Linked DNA regions of Mus musculus: all the other regions are linked to region 1. Evidence: chromatin contacts called from public Hi-C data. All regions are on one chromosome and are shown on one strand. The core of a region is the stretch at or near the end of the contact, and the rest is flanking DNA. Distances in the headings are between cores, read along the strand shown. Region 1 overlaps Gm39375 (a long non-coding RNA gene). Region 2 has its middle 5.6 kb from the start of Gm34654. Region 3 overlaps Cilk1 (ciliogenesis associated kinase 1).

The links. A called contact is a pair of places that touch in the nucleus more often than the background predicts.
Region 2: a contact with region 1 is called in a Hi-C map of uterus, with 2.9 times the contacts expected there. The contact joins two enhancer-like sites. A contact is called at or near these places in 3 of 484 Hi-C or Micro-C datasets (bone marrow-derived macrophages and uterus) and 2 of 115 datasets of contacts at active chromatin or transcription factors (hepatocytes and memory CD8 T cells).
Region 3: a Hi-C map of liver shows a contact between it and region 1, with 1.5 times the contacts expected there. The contact joins two enhancer-like sites. A contact is called at or near these places in 1 of 39 promoter capture datasets (stem cell-derived epiblast-like cells) and 3 of 484 Hi-C or Micro-C datasets (all in liver).

What each region holds. Positions count from the first base shown.
Region 1 is chr9:78,020,423-78,024,929 of GRCm38.p6, forward strand. It overlaps Gm39375 (a long non-coding RNA gene), which reads left to right. Exons shown (of 4, transcript XR_870937.1): 4 at 1-281. Among named protein-coding and RNA genes, the nearest start is that of Gm23609, 8.6 kb to the left of the region's middle. Within about 2 kb of position 2,344, at least 175 of the 459 cell types and tissues checked have an H3K27ac peak or open chromatin away from gene starts, as enhancers often do. A contact at or near this core is called in bone marrow-derived macrophages, liver and uterus, where this site is marked.
Region 2 is chr9:77,855,262-77,859,768 of GRCm38.p6, forward strand. No RefSeq gene overlaps it. Among named protein-coding and RNA genes, the nearest start is that of Gm34654, 5.6 kb to the left of the region's middle. Within about 2 kb of position 2,255, at least 35 of the 459 cell types and tissues checked have an H3K27ac peak or open chromatin away from gene starts, as enhancers often do. A contact at or near this core is called in bone marrow-derived macrophages and uterus, where this site is marked.
Region 3 is chr9:78,161,203-78,165,709 of GRCm38.p6, forward strand. It overlaps Cilk1 (ciliogenesis associated kinase 1), which reads left to right. Exons shown (of 14, transcript NM_019987.2): 12 at 3,329-3,457. Among named protein-coding and RNA genes, the nearest start is that of Rn7sk, 12 kb to the right of the region's middle. Within about 2 kb of position 2,284, at least 9 of the 459 cell types and tissues checked have an H3K27ac peak or open chromatin away from gene starts, as enhancers often do. A contact at or near this core is called in liver, where this site is marked.

The DNA of each region.
Region 1 (4,507 bases), core at 1,094-3,593:
CCTTTGGTGGCAGCACAGGTCATGGGCATCAATGTGGGCTCTCATGGAAGGTAGCATGTAGGGGTGGTCTAAGGTGCTAGATTTAGACTTATCTTTTCAAAGCATAGGCAACTTCTCTCTCCAAAGTGCCCTAAATATTTAATCTTTTGGGTAGGTTGACAGTGGCAGCTCCTGCAGGCCAGGCCTTCTCTCTGACAGGCCCAGAGAAAGGACACTTCAGCTTCAACAGCTAGATTCCCTCAATGGTGTCTCAGTCTCCTCCCCAAACGTAGCTCTTGTGCAGGCTTGAAAAACAAGCTTAAAATACTTCTGTGTCTTAATGTTTCCTTCTCTGGGAGCTCATAGCTCCTCTGCTGTTCCAGCCACAGGAAAGAAACCTTATTTAAAGTGTTCTATGCCAGGTTGGAGAGATAGTTCAGCATTTAAAAGCACTGACTGCTCTTGCAAGAAGACCCAGATTTGATTCCCAGAAGTCACATGGTGGCTCACAACTGTTTAAAACTTCAGTTCCAGAGAATTCAGTGACTCCTCGGACATATAAGTGGTACACAGACATACATGCAGGCAAAAACTCTTTATTATTTATTTTACAAATAAAATTAAAATAAACAAACTCTTCTACTCTGGCAAGATGAGGTCATTTGTCAGCAACTTAGGTCTGCGTAGACTCTTCTGCAGGCTGGGTCACCTTTTCCACAAGTCCTTCAGGCCTATCTCTCTCCCCATAGCTGCTCAGCTGCTGAAATCCACAGCCTTGTCTGGGGGCTTCTTTGGTCTCCAGGTCTAAGCCAGTGACCTCACATTTTCAGAGAGGAGCAGTCTGATCCTCGAGTGTGGCAGAAATCTCTCAGGCTTTTCTTGCCAAAGAGATAAGCTTGTGGTTTCTTCCTTATACAGGGAATTTCGTTCCGCCTCAGTGCAATTGCTCCCAGCTGCAGGCTCTGCCTTCTCTCCTGCTCTCCACACCCCAACCCGACCACCCCACAGCTCAGGCAAACAGTCCGAAGGAAGAAAAGCCTCCTCTGGCATCCCACTCCCCATGCGGGAATGAATGCCTCTGTTGGGCCAGTCAGTTACCATGACAGCAGGTTGTTGTAAGGTCAGGCTGACCCTCGTTCTTTGTCCTCTATATCACGGGTCTTGTTTTTCCACCTATTAAAACAGAACATGAGGCTCTTGCCACGTGTGGCTGACCAGCCTGGGATTTCCACCCTCCCGAACTATGTGTTAAATAAGCCTCTTGGCCCATAAACTCCAGAGTTTCTTGTATTCTATCCTAACGAGAATAACCAGTCACTTCCCTGTCAGCAGCCTCCATGGATCTTAGGTAACATCCAAACCTTTAGCAAGCTCTGGACTCTACCTTCCTGGCCTAGACCATCGGTGGCGGATGGATGCGCTTTCCATGAACACACACACTAGAACCTCCTTAGGTATTGTGAGCTGTGAAGACAGACCGTGAAGGAAAGTGGCTTGCTGGAGGTGGGGGTGCTTGGCTTCTGTGGTGGGGGAGTCTTCTCCCGCTGATATTTGGCTGAGACTCAAGCATGAAGGGAAAATTAAGAGCCAATCTCCCATGTTCCAGCTGCAGTGGCCTCTTTCTGTCTCTCAAACTCTTTGGCTTTGTGCTTCTGCCTCCTCGACCCTCCTGGCTGGCCCATTAAGATCCAGAGATATCATCTGTTACAGTGTCCGGAGGACCTGTGACAGCTCACTGAATCGACTTGCAGGCTGACTCTAAGTTATTTTGCTGTCTAAAGGTCTGGGGCTCCTGTCTGCCGACCACTCTCCTCCAGGGGTAGGCTCTAAGGCCTCAGTGGATGCTTGAAGCTGAGGTGGACACCAGACCCAGACAGAGGCACCGTGATGCTGTGGCGGTGCTGCCAGCTGACTGATGGGCACAGAGTGTACACAGCCGGGTGTACAGGAAGCAGGAGTGATTCATACCCCATGCAGGGCAGGGCAGGACACAGATTTCATCATACTGCTCAGAATAAAATGTAGTTTCCAGCACAGGCATCGGTTATGCTCAGAACTTTCCACTGAACAATTTCAGAGCATATTTAAGCAGGGAACTGAAACCACAGATAAGGTTGAGGACCGCTCTGATGTAATAAGGTTTACATTTGGCTAATGGGGTGGGGTGGGAGACAAAGTCCAGTCTGTAGGATCAAGAATGCTTTTATTTCTCTTTACAACTTTATGTTCGACCTGGTGTGATTAGCTTTTCTGCCCTAGGGCTGTTCTGAAAACTTCTGACAGCTCCTTGCCCCCTCTACCCCCACCACATCACTGGATATCCTGATGAGTCCCCAGTGTGCCAGATCAGAGATGGTCCAGGTCAGGGCATCTGGAAATGAAAGTGACCCTTTCAGGAGTTTACGCCAGCCAGCCATGGCTATGACATTCAAAGGATAGTTGACTTATTAACTTGGACCTTAGGTAATCTTTCTTTTTTTTTTAAGATTTATTTATTATTATATGTAAATACACTGTAGCTGTCTTCAGACACACCAGAAGAGGGAGTCAGATCTTGTTACGGATGGTTGTGAGCCACCATGTGGTTGCTGGGATTTGAACTCTGGACCTTCGGAAGACCAATCGGGTACTCTTACCCACTGAGCCATCTCTCCAGCCCTTAGCTAATCTTTCTATTACAGCTTCTCCTAATTGCCCAAACCATCACTCGCCAATGTTGTTCCCTCCCACGATAAATCACGTCCAGATTACCTGCTCAGTAAGGGTTTTCTGTTCTTTTCAACTTCCCCTCCTCATTCTAGGTTGCGGTTACACACCCTGGAACGTATGTGCACGTTAGGAGCCGATGTCCACCTTACCCCTTGAGGACTGTCACGGGTGTTTAGACCATCCAGAGCACCACTCACTGTTATCAAAACATTTTTTTAAAAATCCCATTAACATTAAAAACTTTTATTCATGTGTAGGTATACATATAAAGGTCAAAAGACAATTTGCACTAGTTGACTCCTTCCTTCCACGTGTAGGACTCGGGGAATCAAACTCAGAGTGGCAGCCTTGGTAGCAAGCACCGCTGTCAGCAAGCCATCTCACCATGTTTCCCACCGCGACAGGCTGTTTTTCATTCACAAGTTCTCTGTGTTAACATGTTTCCATTTACCAAGGCCATAGACATTAGCTGCACATGATTGGGAGATAATTGAAATGTGGTTCAGACAACTAATGAATGCATTGTTAGTGGGTTTTTTTTTTTTTTGAAAATTCTTCAGAAAAGACAGCAAATGAGATAATTTATTTGACTACAAGGGAGATCAGAAGCGGTAAGGCCACCATAGGTCTGGGGTAGAGGCTAACGGGGACTGTTTTGGTTGTGAGCAAGGTGGCCTCTTGGGGTGCTTTCTATGATAAGATGGTGGTCAGGTTCAGAGCCAGTGACGCAACTCACTAACTAATTTAAGACTCGGACCTGTGCCTCAGCCTCCGGCCCCCTCACCTCTGCTCCCGCAGCTTCTGTGGGTGCACAAGCTGTGTTACCCAGACCCCTGCCTCCTTTTTCTTCCTTGTCCTTCAGCCCACTCACTCACTCCCTCCTCTGCACTCTCAGGAGGCAGGAGTTTCAAACATGGTGACAAGGCCTGCAGGCAAAAGCATTGTGTTAGCGATTACACTACTCAGAAAGCTTGACTTGAGCTTATGATATTAAAAATCCATCTCAGCCGGGCGTGGTGGCACACGTCTTTAATCCCAGCACTTGGGAGGCAGAGGCAGGCGGATATCTGAGTTCAAGGCCAGCCTGGTCTACAGAGTGAGTTCCAGGACAGCCAGGGCTATACAGAGAAACCCTGTCTCAAAAAACCAAAAACCAAAAACCAAAACAAAAATCCATCTCATTTCTCTTGTATTAGTGAGGGTTTGTTTTTGGTTTTTGGTTTTTAGATAGAGTTTTGCTATGTAGTCCAGGCTGGCATCGAAACCACAATTCTTCTGCCTCCCCAGTGCTGAGATTACAGTCATGTGACACTGTGCCTGGCTTTAGGGACATCTTTTTTAAAAAAGCAAAGCAAAAATGTATGGGTTTCCTGATGACATCATTATGCACACCATGACATCATTATGCACATATGTCCTTACTTTGCTCTTAGTTGACTTACTATCTGCACCCCTTCAGCTTCCTTCTTTCTCCAAAATTGCCGTGTGTGTGTGTGTGTGTGTGTGTGTGTGTGTCCATTTTGTATGTGTGTTTGTGTAAGGGAAAGTGTGAATGTTTACATGAATGAATGTGTCATGTGTGTGGAAGTATGTGTGAGAGTGAACATGTCGTGTGTTTGTGCATGTGTGTGTGTATGTGCTTGCGTGTGTATGTGTGTATAAATCTAGATTCAGCATATGAGAGAAAGCATGTGAAACTCACCATTCTCTTCTCCCCTGGAAAAGGAACTTATATGACCTCAGAGAATGGAAAACTATTTGCCACAAGTAAAACGGCATTTAGTTTCATCTCTTTGTTTCTTTTTATGTGGGTGAGGAG
Region 2 (4,507 bases), core at 1,005-3,504, 170 kb before region 1:
TGTAGCTGACCTGCCTTCTGTGTTCCTCTGAGGCCAGAGACTGCAGTCTCTGGCATTTAGCACCTTATCCTAAAACAGCAGGAGATTAAGTAAAGGATTAATTGCTAAGAGCCTTTTCCCTTTTATCCGGAAGTCTCTTGCTTGTCAGGCTAGGGGAAAGTTTAGTGCAATAAACTTCTATTGAACCAAGAGAAGAGAATCAGTTTTCCCTGAAGGGAAAACTTTTACATAAGCAAATGTGTATAAATTCACATAAATTCATATACATATTCATGCATACACATTTATACACTTCCATTCAAACCAGTTGGTTCCATCTTGTATACATTCTCACAATTACATACTTACACATCTATACTTACATATGCATTTGGATCAAAAGACCAAGCACCAGTGCAGAAAGAACCCACTCGTTCTGGATGAAAAATGAGCTCCAATCTTTATTGCATAAAGAAAGAAAAGGCTTCTACTCTTTTAATGCTAAATGAATTTTTAATTTTGTAAGAAGAAACTTTGTTTCTTTTAATAAGACTAAGTCTGCCTTGTTATTAAGAAAAGACCTGTTCTGTTGCATGGTAAGGAGAAGCCTGCCTGCTCCTTCTGATCTCTGCAGCTTCTTCTTTTTTCCTCTTTCCCTCTGCCTTTCTGCACAGTGCTCTCTTAGTTTTTTATGTTACCTATAGTTTCTAAGTTATTCCACTCTGCATTCTCCTTTTAATCTTGTACTCCTCCTGCTCTGATGTCACAATACTGCTCTTAATCTCAATGCCTTTTCTCCCAAGGCTGTGCCTTTACTTCTAAGTTCTTCTTGAGTTCAGTTCTCTCTAAAAGGTTCTCTTGTGTCCTGACTAAAAACTTACCCTCGTTTCTGTTCTAAAAAGTTCTGTTCAGCTCCGTCTAAAAAGTGTTCTGTCTAAAAAGTTCTCCTCAGCTCAGTTCTGTCTCTTCTCTTTGTCCTCAGCACTTATACATCTTTCAGAATACATGTTCACATGGTAAAAAAAAAAAGTTCATCGCAAGTTTACACATAAATTCAAATCATAAATTGAATAAGAAGTTTACAACAGTGAATGTTTACGTGCACATCCATTAGGAGTAATTATCTGGCTAAACATTCATCATCTGTCACAGATCCACAGGTTCACAGAGAGTTAAAAAACATAACTAAGTTATTAGTGAAGTTTTGTATAAATAAACCCAGTCAATATTTTATCTTCTGCCCTAGCAACTATAATAAATCATAGTTCCCTTTTTATGACCGTTGGTTAATAGTTTTACAACCATTTGGAATGTGCTCTGAGTTGTAGAAACGATTAACTGGTGACACTTAGATTCTTGGCAGAGTTCTTGCCAATTCTTGGCATTGTAGTTTTGACTATCATAAAAGAGCTTAATAAATACTGACAAAATTTTAGGAGTTCTTACAGGATCATCATTAAGAATTAAGAAGTCATCCATTTGTCTATATAGCATCACCACAAGACAATATATCTTCATTGTTCTGCAGAGATCTGCTTAAAAGTGTGGGTCAATACCTAGCGATTGTTATATATGTTTAATAATAACAGAAAAAGCATATTAATAGCAAGAATCTTTGCTAAAATGATTTTCTCCTGGGCCTTGCCTATGGGAGCAAATCTGTCGTGGCTTATTTATTCATCCAATGCAGACTCATCTCAGGAAGCTCACCTGCTAGTTATTAGCTTGTCCTATGATGGCTCCTGACACCCCTAGAGTCTGGCAGTTGCTCAGAGTCCTCAAATCTGATCCTGAATTATCCAGGATATTCAGCTGATCCTGAATCATCCAGTTTTCCACAGACTCGGTCCTGGTCTGCAGGCAAACTGCTCCATCAGAAGAAGCTAGACTTCCCACAGTTGTTACCAATTAGGCCACTCCATTAGTGTACTTCTTTTGTTCGGTATGAAAGGATGGATTTGAAATGAAATAGGCCACACTTAACCACCAGGGTGCAGATTGATGGCCTGAAAGCATTGAAGGGGTTAGAGCTTTGAAACAGGAAAATCTAAATAAAGCATGGTGTCTAGGGAGGGAGAGCATCACCTCTCTTCTGTAGCTCAGGGCTCCTCTCATGTCCACAGCTAGGCAGGCACACAGCCAAGACAGCCTCCTCAGACTTCCATCTTCAGAGGAAAATGGCTCCTCAGACTCCGTGTGCTACTTTGGAAACATTAAGCTGAGTGAACTATGGGGTCATCTAACAGGTTAATGATCCAAATTATTAAACGAGCCATACTAATCTATCCCGTGAGAGCTGTGTCAGCCATCCAACATCTGAAAATGAGGGCACGAGGAGAGAGATGCTGAATGTGTGAGCAGCTTGCACCCCTCACTCGGAAGCTCATGCTCTGACTACAGCAGAGAAGAAAGTATAGCAGGGTCTTCTATACATCTGCTACCCAGGTCTGCGACACATGTACGTATGTGATAAGGTTGTCTCTCTGCTTTCAGAATGCAATATGCTGCATATTAAGCTTTAACTTCTGGGTTTTTTTGCCTACTTTTCTCTTAGCATCATGACTAGCTTGCCTCTGCCAACTGTGTTAATGGCTTCAATTGTGCCCATCCACTCCCTTAAATTCCATTCACAGTCCTGGCACGCTCACACATAACCCTTCTACACTAGTCCCTTAGGCATGACATCATGTTCAGGTTTTCTCAAGGGTATTGTTTAATCTTTAAACTGGAGGGAAAAAAATGGAACCAACAATAGAGTTCTCTGAAACAGGCTTTGATGGTTATCTCAGATAGAGTTGCCATAGACAGCTTAATCTAAAATGAATTCTAAAACCCCCAAAATGAAATGTCATTCCATTCTGGAAAAATGTGTGTCCACCACTAGGAACTGTGCTCAGGCATCACTGAGTCTCATAAATGAAGGAAATTCTGTCTCATAAACACAGTAGAATCCAGACCTCCTGAGGTTAAGCAGGGACCTGAAAGTTGAAGAAAAGAAAATGTCCCTGAAAAAGTAGCTTGTTCTCGTCTTACTGTGTGGGAGGCAGAATACTGAAATGACACACTAGTGACCGTCCTTCCCTCTTGAGCAAGCCTCTGACCTTGGAGTGCAGATAGGACCCAAGAATATGCTTGGTATTATACAATATATAAACAATGCAATTATTACACATGCAAGGTATTAATGGTGCAATTAGGTTCCTTTAAATGGTATAGCTGAGTTTGTTTTATAACTATGTTTAAAAATAATATGAAATTATCTCAACTGTTTCATAGCTTAGTATCTTGGGGTATGTATAGGTTATTGTGCAATGCACAATGTTACAACGCACTCATCTCGTGCTGCATTCAGCCCAGCCAAAGGAGTTCCTTTTTCCCTCCACAGCCTATAGCAGCCATATCCTGCTCTCTGTCTTTGTGAATCTCAGAGTGCTGGGTAACTCGTGTAAGTGAAAGTATTAACAACAGCTTCCTGGTGTTAATTTAGCCTGAAGTTTCACATACTTGTTATAGAACAAGGATCTAACCCGTTCTTAGAATGACCTTTGACTAGGTCATTCTAATTGTTAGAGCTAGTCCACTGGGCTCCATGGAGCCTCTGTTCTGACTAAACTCAAGACTAATCAGCATTTGCTTTCTTTTACCTTCTTATTTTGGGGGGAATGTCTTTTTCTTTCTTTTTTTATTAGATATTTTCTTAATTTACATTTCAAATGTTATCCCCAAAGCCCCCTATACCCTCCCCCTGCCCTGCTCCTCAACCCACCCACTCCTGCTTCTTGGCCCTGGCATTCCCCTGTACTGGGGCATATGATCTTTGCAAGACCAAGGGCCTCTCCTCCCATTGATGGCCGACTAGGCCATCCTCTGCTACATATGCAGCTAGAGACTCAACTCTGGGGTGGGGGTGGGTACTGGTTAGTTCATATTGTTGTTCCTCCTATAGGGTTGCAGATCCCTTGGTACTTTCTCTAGCTCCTTCATTAGGGGCCCTGTGTGTGTGTGTGTGGGGGGGGACTCTTTATATTTGTAAGTAGGTAATATGAATACATAGTTCATAATGAAATATATAGCAAGATATTTAGTCAAAATCTTTTTATTATTGTTGTTTTCCTCTGTTTTTGTTCTTGCCTGCTTTGCCTCTCTCTTCCCCAGGGAATCTCTGCTGTCAACATCTCCATATTCTTCCCAGTGGTTTTAAAATGAAAGTACATGAAAAAAATTGCTAATGACTCTCATTACCCTATATTCTCATCTTCAATCATTTTTAGAACGTTTAATTGCAGAACTGGATGCTAAGAATTAAAATCATATTACCTTGGCTCTTTTGGACTGGATGCAAGTAGGTAGTATATACATAGGTGTGTGTGTGTGTGTGTGTGTGTGTGTGTGTGTGTGTGTGTTGCTAGAGTCAAGCCCAAGAGCCTCCAAACCACACCCAACTCTCCATATGGGCTATAAACTAAGGGGTTATGTGGTGGTTCGCAGGAGTTTCCTTTGATACATGCATGGCTTTTGACCCTTCTTC
Region 3 (4,507 bases), core at 1,034-3,533, 140 kb after region 1:
CTCTCTCCAGACTTTAGATTCCAACCATTATCCGATCATCCACTCACAGATTAACTCAACAGTCTATGTATCAAGCGGCCACTGTATGCTAAGCACTGAGAACGTCATGACAGAACACACACACACACACACACGCCCCTCGCACATGCACACCCACCCTGCCTTCCAGAATTGCACAGCTCCAGGTAGCTTCTTCACGTTCACAGCCGCACAGTGGCATCATGTTCACTACCCTGCAGATGAAGGTGAGTGGAGTTCACAGACTCACGGTGAGACTCCGACACACAGTCGTCATCACAGATGGTGACACCCTGGCCAGGAAAGATTCCTCTGAGCAACTGGCTGGGCACCAAAAATCGAGGAAGAACCAAATGCAGAAACCAAGAGAAGAGCACACCAGGCCACAGGGAAAGCAAGCACCAGGGCCTAGAGGCAGGAAAGGTTTAGCCGTGAGAGAAACTGTACCATGGCAGTGTGTGCAGAGCAGGGGAGGAAGGCATGGGGGTGTGGCACGAGCTCTCTGTGGAGACCTGGTCAAATATCTGGATCCCATGTTGTTGTTGGTGGTTTGTGTTTTGGCATGGGTGTTGTTGTTGTTGTTGTTGTTTTACTGAACCTTACCATGTAGCCTTAGCTGTACTAGAACTCACCATATTGACCAGGCTGGCCTTGAACTTACAGAGATCCTTACAGAGAGCTTCCTGAGTATTGAGATTAAAGCTGTGTATCACTTCACTATGCTGAGTTTCATTTTTTTTTTTTAAATAGGGAAAATCCTGATAAGAGTCTACAGTCAGGGCCCAGCAAGCTTAATTGGAGGATATGAGTCTACAGTTAGGGCCCAGCAAGCTATGACTGTCATCTGGGTAAGAGAAGGGGAAGCCAGTCTGGAAGTACTGCAGTTCCGAAGTAAAGCCTCCAGATGCAGTAAATGCTTCACTTGAGGTTGGGGGTATGATGGGTCCAGGCAGGCTATCAGGGTTTTGACATCATCCTAGAAGTCTGCAGTGATGGTTCTCGTGGTGACAAATGTGGAGGGACCCAGGTCTGAGGAAATGGATGAGTAGACTGTAAGCTTCAGTTCTATAGAACGGCTGTGGAGGCTGGCTTTGGCAGGAGCATGGAGCATGGTAAACGTTTGTCTTGATGGCCTCACAGCTTCTATGTTCTGTCCTGGGTGGCCTCGCATCTGAAGGAGCAGCATTAATGAGGCATGTCCGCACGCACAGCGATGTCATCAGCCGCTAATGGTGAGGTGATCCAGGCCGTGGGGGAAAGTGGAACCTCAGATAACAGACACAAAAAGAAGCCAGGGGCTGCAGAGCTGTGGCATGGGGTATCAGTGAGGAATGGAGAGAACCTAGAAGTCACTGGGAAGAGGGAAGATTCAAATGTTTAGGAGTCCTTGAAGGAGTCCTCCTGAGGGAGGGAGGGGACCAGAAAGGTAAGCAGGGACAGATCTGTTAGCTGAAGCATAAGAAAACCCCACAGACTGGCTGCAAATGAGACAATGTTTTCCACTCCAAGATGGCCTCTTCCCTTTGTGTCTGTCACGTGATGTCACCAGTTTCTATATTTTTGGGTTTTGCTGGAGTGTTTTTTTTTTTTGTTTGTTTGTTTTTTGTTTTTTTTAACCACAGAAATTTTTTATGTTCTGTGTTACTTTCATTTTTGAAATTTGGTATAGATTTATTTTATGTTTCAAATAAACTTTGCCATGTCTGATTAAGGTATCTAGCAATGTCACAGGCAATACATAAATTGTAAGAAATGTACTAGAGTGACTGTAAGCATGTGCTTTGTCACTGTTCTGTTGTTATGAAGAGATACCTGGAAGCCCACTCCCCCAAGGCCACGCCTCCTAATCCCTCTCAGGTAGCCCCACTCCCTACTGACCAAGCCTCAGATACATGAGCCTGTGGGGGCCACTGCCATCCAAACCAGCTCAGCAAGGGTGCAATGAAACCACCAGACTGGACCACTGGTGAAAGGAATGGTTTATTTGGGGAAATTCAGAATTGACCTGGCTATCTCTCGGAGGTCAGAGAGAATAACAAAAGGTGTAAAAGCTACCAGCTTTAAAGGAGGAAGGTTAGGGAGGTGTGCGAGCCTGGCCACCTGGGAGCCAGTCTGGGGACGTTAGTCGGTCTCGTAAGCGTGTGTTAATAGATGCAGCATTGCAGAAGGCTGTCTGCTGCTGCAGTGGAGCTAAGGGAGGTTGTGGCTCTTCCTAGCCCACATCACAAGTTCCTCAGGCATGCTGGTTTGGGGCTTTTGTTTATCCACTGGCAAGCCTTCTGTTTACCCTGTCAGAGTGCAGCCTGCGATGAGACCAGAGCATCATTTACAACCTTGGCAGTGGCACTGCCGCTAGGGTGGGGGAGGGGTGGGGTGCTTTGGCCCTAACAGTGTCCACGGTCTCGTGGAGTTAATATTAGTTGTTATTTGTTTGTTTTTTGTTTTTTGTTTTTCGAGACAGGGTTTCTCTGTGTAGCCTTGGCTGTCCTGGAACTCACTCTGTAGACCAGGCTAGCCTCGAACTCAGAAATCCGCCTGCCTCTACCTCCCGAGTGCTGGGATTAAAGGCGTGCGCCACCACGCCCGGCTATATTAGTTGTTATTATGGCAAGAACAGCAAACACCTACTAATTTAGAAAAGATGTCATACGTAGTACAGTTGTGTTGCCTGTGGTTCTTAGGTGATCAGACTTACAGATTGTGCCGGGCAGAGGTGCTGCACACCTTTAATCACAGCACTTGGGAGGCAGAGGCAGGTGGATTTCTGAGTTTGGGGCCAGCCTGGTCTACAGAGTGAGTTCCAGGACAGGCAGGGCTACACAGAGAAACCCTGTCTCGAAAAAGAAAAAAAAAGACTCACAGATTGCACCCTCTTCTCTGACCTGCCCTCACGTCGTCTCCATTTTGTCCCTAGACACCTGGTAACTTGTTGGCTTGAGTTTTTTGGGCTTTGTTGTTTTGTTTTGTTTTGTTTTGAATTTTCTCTCTGTATTTATTTTATAATCTATGTATATTTGAATTTTTTTTTTAGGTCCCATGTATAGGGTTGGAGAGATGGCTCAGTCATTAAAGGCTAGTCTCATAACCACAGACAGACTCCACATATTAGTGAAGTCATGTAATCTTTTTTTGTGTGTGTTAGTTTCCCTTGTCTTTGTGTGTTAGTGCGTTTCCCTTGTCTAAAGTCCGTATCAGACAAATGGCGAGCTCCTGGTCTCCTTATGACTGATTAATATCCTTCGTGTAGATGTACCATTGTTTCTATCTGTCTGGTTTATTTTGCATTGAAAGCTCATTTCTTCTCCTCTAGGAATAAATATAAGAAATGGCGTGCTCCCAAATCCAGGCAAGGACTTTCTTCCATCAAATTCATGGTCCAGTTCCGGCTTGTCTGGAAAATCTTCAGGAACAGTATCAGTAGTGAGCAAAATAACTTCAGGCAAGTAACAGTTATTAACTCCTGAGTGACCAGAGGCCAATTCTCCTGATGTTGTGGGGCTGGAGGAAGTCTCCTAGAGAACTATGGCATGGGGCCCTTCTGTCTGAGACGCAGGCATCTCTTCAGTTTCCCTGCCCTGCTCTCCCTTTTGTAGCAGCCCTAGGGGTTCAGCCAGCTCCCCAAAGGTTCTGTCCTCAGGGGAGGTTGGGAGTGGAGCAGTCCTCCCTGACCCAGGAGGAAGCCAAAAACCAAGTTTACAGACTTACCAAATCTAACCTCGGATGCCCTGCTGTGCTTTGGACACCTGGCTCCTAAAGTCAGTGTTAGTCTGGACTTCTCTGCTGGACTTCCTGACTGTGAACCTGCCCTGCCCAGAGCAGCAGAGTCCCTTCTGGTTGGAAAGTGGACAGACTGTTTTTTAAAATAAAGTCCTCCAAAATGGCTAGCCAGGTAGACAATTTCCCCGTGCTGTTTCCCTGGCCGAGTGCTCTACACGGCACCCAGTGCACACCTAACCCTCGCCGCTCCCCGGAACCTTCTTACATTAGGGTTCATGTAGGAATGCCGTGCCCAGGTACCCGTCATGCCACCGAAGAACACATGTAAGCCCCCGTGGCCCACCCTACATACCAGGCCTGATGGAATGTCAACTTTTCCTGTGCATTTAAAAAGTTATATATAAAAGTCAGTGAGCTTTGCATAGTTTAAAGTTTATAGGAATGCTTCCTTTTAAAAAATAAAGTGTGTAGCAAGTATGTTGTATCTATCCTGAATTGTAAGCTATACTGCATATGGCTGTATGTGCCATAACTGGTTACTACACTGGATTATCCGTTACTATATTGGATCACTATTCATTCTTTGCCTTCTGACCACGTGAATGGCTGTTTGTAGCTTGTTCGTTGGAAGGGGCTAAGGTGGACACAAGGCGGACACTACTGTATCTCTGTTTGTGTGCACACAGGCACCAGGTCCTCTGCTGGATCAGCTTTAGGTTAAAGGGTGTGCACATCTTGGGCTTTATAGATATCACATTGCTCCCAGCTGGAT